Linked DNA regions of Zea mays: region 1 is linked to region 2. A link is a contact called in public Hi-C data. All regions are on one chromosome and are shown on one strand. The core of a region is the stretch at or near the end of the contact, and the rest is flanking DNA. Distances in the headings are between cores, read along the strand shown. Region 1 holds the start of LOC100286200. Region 2 holds the start of LOC100281697 (ubiquinone biosynthesis protein ubiB).

Evidence for each region. Hi-C and Micro-C count contacts between places; a contact is called where the count stands out from the background.
Region 1: a contact with region 2 is called in a Hi-C map of bundle sheath, with 2.9 times the contacts expected there. The contact joins the promoter of LOC100286200 here to the promoter of LOC100281697 in region 2. A contact is called at or near these places in 3 of 25 Hi-C or Micro-C datasets (bundle sheath, ear and leaf) and 1 of 3 datasets of contacts at active chromatin or transcription factors (leaf).

The regions. Positions count from the first base shown.
Region 1 is chr7:45,318,568-45,322,617 of Zm-B73-REFERENCE-NAM-5.0, reverse strand. It overlaps LOC100286200, which reads left to right and starts at 2,256. Exons shown (of 2, transcript NM_001159088.2): 1 at 2,256-2,689. The coding sequence starts at 2,394.
Region 2 is chr7:44,748,460-44,752,426 of Zm-B73-REFERENCE-NAM-5.0, reverse strand. LOC100281697 (ubiquinone biosynthesis protein ubiB) reads left to right here and starts at 2,500. Exons shown (of 13, transcript NM_001154617.2): 1 at 2,500-2,747; 2 at 3,357-3,600; 3 at 3,670-3,711. The coding sequence starts at 2,587.

The DNA.
Region 1 (4,050 bases), core at 1,007-3,506, 570 kb before region 2:
ATAGCCACCAATCACTTCCTACATGTTGCCCACTTTCTGCCAATCACGGACGGTCCGCGCTTCTGGCCCCGCCCATGCACATCAACGGCTGAAATCGCAACAAACAACAGTAACGACTATATCAATGGCTATAAGTGCATTAAATACGTCGTCAGATGTCAGATAAAGCAGTCGTGTACTGTCTGGCCGTGCACACCGGAGAGTCCGCAAGGACACTATAATTCATTTTTTTACCGAACTTGGCACCTTCGGGTTTCTCTTATTTCCAACGGGCGGACGGTCTGCGCCTGAGGCTGGACAGTCTGAGCTTGGTCTCCAACGGTGTTCTTCTCTCCTTCAGACAATCCGTAGTAGAAATGTGAGTTTTGCATATATAGTTTCTGTTCGAGGCTCACCGAGGTGTCGCGGACGGCCTGCCGGAAGGACCCAGACGGTCCGCGCACAGGTGAATTTTCTAAAGAGCTGTTCCTGTCCGGAATAATCTACGGTATTCCGGACAGTCGGCTTAGAGTTGAGATGGTTTGACTTATGCACCTGAGAATTAATCAACTAAGCAAACTAGTTAGTCCATTAGGTTGTGATGGTCATCAATCATCAAAGTCAATTTAGAGAAAATGGTAAAATCCATTTCCCTTTCAGAGACCCATTTGTAGCCGATGTGTTTGGCGCGGGTGGTTCCGTATTAGATTCATGCGAGGGAAAACTAGGGGTAGTAGGTTTCTCATATGAAAGCGCCCATTTTTTAATAGATTCATCTACGTATTCTTATAATAGTTTCCCTCGTTGTTCCATGAAAGCCTCAAAATATGGATCTAGGTACTTACAATGGGAGCCGAAGGCGGAGGTAGGAGAGATGTCATATCGATCTCCCCTTAATGGATGATTTTCTGGTGGCGATCCACCGTGAAGTATGATAAGTACTTTTCTGTTGTCTTTTCTCGTCGTTCCTTGAGTTGTCGCCGCACCTCCTCCTCCTCTTTGTCGCGCCGTTCGACGAGTTGTCGCAGCACCTCCTCCTCCTCGCGCCTTATGATGTCATTGAAGGGATGCTGGTCATTAGCCGGGAGTGCCTCCATGGTCCGCTTGATGATGTTGGTGGTGGAGACGTCGGTGTGATCTTTGGAACCGGCCATCTAGGGGGCTGATTTTTGTTAGGTCTAAACACCCTCGTCCCGAGCACAGTCACCAAAAAGTGTTTTTGGACGCCAAACACTGGAACGAACCACCTGATGGTGCTCTCTATGGAGGCGCGGACGGTCCGTGGCACAGGGCCAGACGGTCCGCGACCTGGGCGCAGGAGTGGATCCTCTCTGCACGCTTCCGGACAGTCCACATCTGGGGCTGGATGGCCCGCGGTGGCGCAGAGGGTCTTCTTCTCCGCGAAGAACCCTAGAACTCGTCCCCGGGAGAGATCCCATCGAGGGGGAAGTTACAAGGTGTTGCTACGGGTCGACAGACCGTCCGGTGCGCCTCTAATCGGCGTAGAGTCGAAGAGAGATTGTTGTGGAAGACTAAACTAGATCTAAACTTAAGGCTAGATTACTCCTACTCACAGGAATTGGAAGAACGATGTAAATAAGGTAAAATTGATAAGTAAATTTGATTGGATCGATTATGGAGGTTCAATCGACCGTAACCTTTCATCTATATAAAGGGAGGAGGTCTGGACCCGTTATAAGTCGGTTATCGAGTTAATCCTGCAGATTTAGCTAACAAATCCTAAAAGAAATTCGGAACCCTAACTGTCCGCATGCCAGTTTCGGTATCCAACCGTGACTAAATCTATACAATTTGGGACATGGTCTAGAAGCCCATTGTAGGTAGAATTCATCATGATAACTGACGAACAGTGTTTGTGCAGCCAAAAGGGGGGGGGGGGAAGAAAAAACACTGTGTTTAACGACCGAACCCCAAGTGAGAACAGACGGCGTCTCCACAGAAGAAAGTATGGATTTAGAACTAACGCGCTGTCGACGTGGTGCGTGTTTAGAAAAGTTATGAAATGTAAAATAGAAATCGAGCGCGGGTGGCAGCGCTGGACAGGCCAGATGCACCAACCACGGCAGAGAAGCGCAACGAGCCAACGCCCGTCCAGTAGCGGCTGCCAGGTGCACCCCACCCGTCTGCCGCATTCGTTAGGTTTTCCCGCATCCGTCCAGTAGGCGCGTACCCACCCCGAAATGCCAAAAAAGCGAAGCTTTGCAGCACTCCACACCGACACCGCGACACGCGACCGCACTGCCTTTAAACTACTCACTCAAGTACCTCCCCGGACTACTAGCTCACACCAGCGGTACCCAGCCCACACCGGCAGATCAGCTGCGAGCTAGTAGACATCGACCGGACCGACCAACAGGAGCAGCAAGCCGGGCTAGCTCGCTCGCTCGCTCGCAATGGCTTCCATCATCGTGCAGGCGGTGGTCATCCTCCTGGACGTCATCGCCTTCGGCCTGGGCGTCGCCGCCGAGCAGCGCCGCAGCCGGGCCACCGTCACCCCGGACGCCGCCAAGGAGTACGACTACTGCGTCTACGACTCCGACATCGCCACGGGCTACGGCGTCGGCGCGCTGCTCCTCCTCGCCGCCGCGCAGGTCGTGCTCATGCTCGCCAGCCGCTGCTTCTGCTGCGGCCGCGGGCTCAAGCCGGGAGGCTCCCGCGCCTGCGCCCTCATCCTCTTCCTCTTCACATGGTAAACAACCAAATCTCCTCCCCTCCCACGGTTGCCTGCTACTGCTCCGGTACTCCCTCTTCACATACATGGAAATAGCCAGCAGAGCTAAGATTTGGTTGGTTGGGTGATCCCTTGCTCCTCTCTCCGAGATCCAAACTCGGGTGGGTAGGATTCTGCTATATCCGTCCCATCGCTGGTCTAGTTCTACGAGCAGATTGAAAAATAGGATCTGCATCGTGGTTTCGCGTCGTTCTCAGCTGCGGGTGCACGGAGCTATCTAAGATCCGTTTTCCGCCGCCTGTTCTTGGTCTGGATCTTGTGCTTTTCAACTGAAATCCTGTGATTGCCAAGCTCTGCAGCTTAGTTTCTAGGCGTAGACAGAAAAGGATGATAGAATGCTATGCACCATCTGTCCATGTGGTGGTGAACTGACTACTGGTTCGCCGCTGTTGCCTCTGCAGGAAGATGCGCATGTTAGTTTTTTTTTCTTTTCCTTTTGAGTCTTATTAGGTGAAGTGTCGCTTGTTTTAGTGGCCGACCGTCACTTTCTTGTCTTAAACTTCAAGCGTCTCACCCAGCGCTTTGCTCTATTGCTTTTGGCGAACGAGTTGTGAGATCCATTCATCAATTAGTAATAATATAATACTAGTACTTTTCTAGTGGCCAGATGCAAATCATTTCTCCCACCTTCTCCAGTTAGCCCCTTGCTGGGTGGGGCTTTTGCTTTCATTACTGAAGCTGCACTAGCGTGGCAATGCTCAGTATTTAAGCTCTGTAACCTCATGCAAGCTAACATCTGCTCTTTACATACAGTTTACTGCCATGTTTCAAGGATTTCAGGCTACAACCCCTCTATAATAATTTAACTAATTATTGGTAGGAGGCTGTTAGTAGTGGCACATGTCTGTCTTAGATCTCTGAAGCTGTTTTAGATATTTATCTTCAGCACCTGTCATAGATCTGCTAGATCTCTACATTGTTTATTGTAGATGTCCAGCTACTCCCACTGTCCTTGTGCCACAAATTGCTTGGTACTGGTCCTTTTATGGGGCTTAGTGTTTGGTAGACTTCGTACTCCTGTGATAGGATGGAGATGTTGAAAGCCCCTTCCATCAAAGTATCGTTTTTGATGATCAGTAATACTCAGAATACAACTTTCACACTAATACAGTCAGCAAGATTAACATTGCGCAATAGTTCGAGATAAATCTATCCATATATAAACTCTAAATATCCACAATTATACACATAGCCAGATTCCTTCAAAACTTGAATGCACACCATTGAAATTTTGGTTATATTTCACTTGAGGGACTAGTAAAAACTACATCTTTATTTGTTCGGGGTAGCTTAGCTAAGCGGTTGGTCAAGGGCTTGCA
Region 2 (3,967 bases), core at 1,251-3,750:
CGTCATAAACATAGTCATCTAGTGACAAATTTTACTATTGTCATTAAGCATTTGTCATAGAAGGCCTAAATGGTTGTAGTGCTTTCATCGATTAAAAGAAATATGGGTATTAACTCGATCTGGGTGTAGGGATTGGGATGGCGACATCGTACCTTGCACCGAGTTAGCAGAAACAGAAGTTGTACAGGAGGCTGCGCTACAAATTTAAAAGCAATACCTTGTCGGAGATGAGAGACATGCACAAGAGGAGCAGTGAGCAGGAGAAGTCGACATCGATGATGTACCTTTACCAATTAAAGAAAGTTTAAATGAAAATGCACTCATCATGGTTCAACAATAGGAAGCAGAACACTATTTACATGATATTTGTAAGCAGAGCACTCCTTATATTAACTCCATTTCATGTTGGGAGTCAGTAGAACTTGACTGCATACATAGAATATAAGAAGAAACGACAGGTACTCTCTACATTTCATTTAGCCTGGACGTAATACCATTATTCAAAAAACAAGAAAGTTTCATCTGCTGCATTTAGTGATAGGAAGCAGAACACTATTTACAGGCTAGAGAATAAGATTCAAGAAAGAGAGGGATTTTACTATTGGAGAGTTTAATTAGTTATTCACATGACACAATAGAACTACGAAGAATATAAATAAGCACAAATCTGATTTTACCCATTTGTAGCAGTGTTAATCATTTAGCTCGGAAATAACAACCGGAAAGTAATCAACAAAGTTTGCTTGTGAATTGGCACATTCTAATCTATCTATCTGCTGCATTTAGTGATAGGAAGAAGAACACTATTTACAGGTCAGAGAATAAGATTCAAGAAAGAGAGGGATTTTACTATTGGAGAGTTTAATTAGTTATTCACATGACACAATATAACTACGAAGAATATAAATAAGCACAAATCTGATTTTACCCATTTGTAGCAGTGTTAATCATTTAGCTCGGAAATCACAACCGAAAAGTAATAAACAAAGTTTGCTTGTGAATTGGCACATTCTAATCTATCTATCTGCTGCATTTAGTGATAGGAAGTAGAACACTATTTACAGGTCCGAGAATAAGATTCAAGAAAGAGAGGGATTTTACTGTTGGAGAGTTTAATTAGTTATTCACATGACACAATAGAACTACGAAGAATATAAATAAGCACAAATCTAATTTTACCCATTTGTAGCAGTATTAATCATTTAGCTCGTAAATAACAACCGGAAAGTAATCAACAAAGTTTGCTTGTGAATTGGCACATTCTAATATATCTAATTAACAATTTACATCATACCTTTCATCGATTAAAAGAAATGGATGTATGTATGGGTGTTAACTCGATCTGGGGGTAGGGATTGGGATGGCGGCATCGTACCTTGCACCGAGTTAGCAGAAACAGAAGCTGTACATGAGGCTGCACTACAAATTAAAAGCAATACCTTGCCGGAGATGAGAGACATGCATAAGAGGAGCAGTGAGCAGGAGAAGCCGACAATGGTGATGTGGTCGGAGTCGCGGTATAGCAACCTGACTCTGGTGTACACGCGTGCTCGGACGACATAGAGTTCCCAAATGCTCACCATTTATCTTCATCGAATATGTGCTGACCTAGGCGAAGTGGAGGTCGTGGGGAGGAAGCATGCAAGAGTGGACATTGTGGGGACTGAGGAGGGGGAGTCGGTTGCACGACCTGCGCAGGGAGTGGGGACGGTGGAGACCGCATGAATGGGGAAGGCCACCAACGGGAGAGGCGCGACCGATGGGGCGGTGGAGTGTAGGTTGTCCGCCTGCGGGAGATCGACTGCTCTGCCGCGCGGTGAAAGCTGGCAAACGGCGGGGACGCTGGAGGCCACGGGTGGAAGTTGGCAAGCGGTGGCAAGCGGCGGCCGGGACGCTGCAGACCGCGGCTGGCGGCTGGCAAGCGAGAGGGGCGCTGGAGACCGCGGTGGCAAGCGGCGGGGGCGGCCGGGACGCTGCGTGCCTGATGGCTGGCGGCTGGCAAGCGGCGGGGTGCTGAAGATTAGGATTTTTGGATTTGCCGTATGTCATGGGCCGCGGGTGCGGGATCGGACGGGATCGGACGACGGGATCGGACGGCTGAGATTGTTTACACGATAGAATGGACGGCTGAGATCGCAGAATGACAGAACGACAGGCTACCCTTACTGTCTTAATAAGTAGTAGAGATAAAGATTTTTTATTGAACTGCTTCGTGATGAAGTTTATTGAGCAGAATTTGAATTTGTGGTGCAGTTGGTTGTGCATTACTGCATTGCATCCAGTAAAAAAACTACAGCTCAACCAAATTTAGCCGAGCGGAGACGCACAAGCCGGCGTGGGCTGCATTACACGAGACGATCAACAAGGGCAGCGGCCCAGCAGCAACGAACCACCGCACAAGCGCCAGGCCGCCAGCTCGCACTCTGGTCCAGCCACGCGGCGCCGCTGCCACCTTCCTCTCACCGTGTACGTCTTCGGCGTACACGTCTCTCTCTCTCTCTCTCCTCCCCTAAACCCTACGCTGCCCTTCTTTCCCTCCCCGTCTCTCCCTCCCGTGCGGGCGGCGGAGCTGATGAGATCCCGGCCATGGCGGGCCCCACCTCGCGGCTCCTCATCCTCGCCCGCCGCGCCGACCGACGCAGATGCCTCCCTTTTCTCGTTCCCCGCGCCTTGCAGGCCGCCCCCCCGACCTTTTCTCCGGCGTTGCCGCTACCTCCCTGCCTCCCCGCCTCAACGCCGGTGATGAGGTAACGACAGTCCACAGGCTAATCTCACCTACCGGTCACCACGGCGTAACCCTAGGTCACAGTTCCGTTTTGAACCTATTTTGAATCGCACGACTCGTTTCAGCTCGAGACATAATGCAGGGTTGGACCAGCTTCGCGTCTGCCGCGCACTAGGTTTGCGGTTTTGGAATTTGCTAGTTGTAATTGTACCATGCGCCAATCAATCATTCAATTTTTGATTCACTTTGATAGTATAAAATGTTTTGGATTAAAAGAACAGTGTGCCATGCCAGGTCGTCTTAAGTGCCTACTGTGTTATTTTTGTGTGTAGAGACAGTATATAAAGTTTTACAGAACTCCGAAATGGCATTGTGTTACTCAATTATCACTGAGAAGCATACTGAACTAATCTAGCTTAAATAAACTCTTAATTACAATTCAGGAGGAAGGATATTTGGTTAAGTAGTCTATGAAATTAGATAAATTGGCTTTTCTATTTGAGAAAATATTTTATTTTAATGATTTTTGCAGGTTTCACTGAGCCAGCAAAGCATGTTGAAATTTGAATAATTTTAATGTTATTTATTTGCAGAAATTATGTTTAGGTGGTTTATTTTTTTTTATTTGTAGCTATTCAAGTGCATTTACAAGTGTACATGGAGAGAGGCCTTCATCAGAATATGCAAAGATCAGGAAGGAGTCACTGGAAACCCAGTTTGGAAGAATATTGGGTTCAAGTTCACGCAGGCATTTTGCTGACCGTGGCTTTGGTCCATTCCTTGCTCTATACAGGGCTGCTACTATCTCCTTTCATGTTGTAAAACTCACTATTTGGCATTTGTTGCTCAATGATATGCATAAAAGAGCAGAAAAGGTAGTTTTCCTGACTTTGTTGGTGGAGGAACTGAGCATCATGTCTCTGATTATCATTTCCTTATTTCAGTTTCGAGAGACCTTGATACGCTTGGGTCCTTTTTATATCAAGGTATGCCGATTGAAATAGATCTGTAGAATGTAGCACCGATCTTTTCTATTAAATTTTGATGCTTAACTTTTCAGTATGTCTCCTTGTTAAGGTGGAAGCAACATCAATGTAACATGTCTTATGACCATCAAAATCACTGCAGCTATCACTATGGTTTTGTGACATGATTGTTATCATCCTTAAGCATCTGTACAAAATCAATCACATTGGTGGTTGTGTTGACTGCATATTTAGTGTGCCATTGTTGTGTCCATAT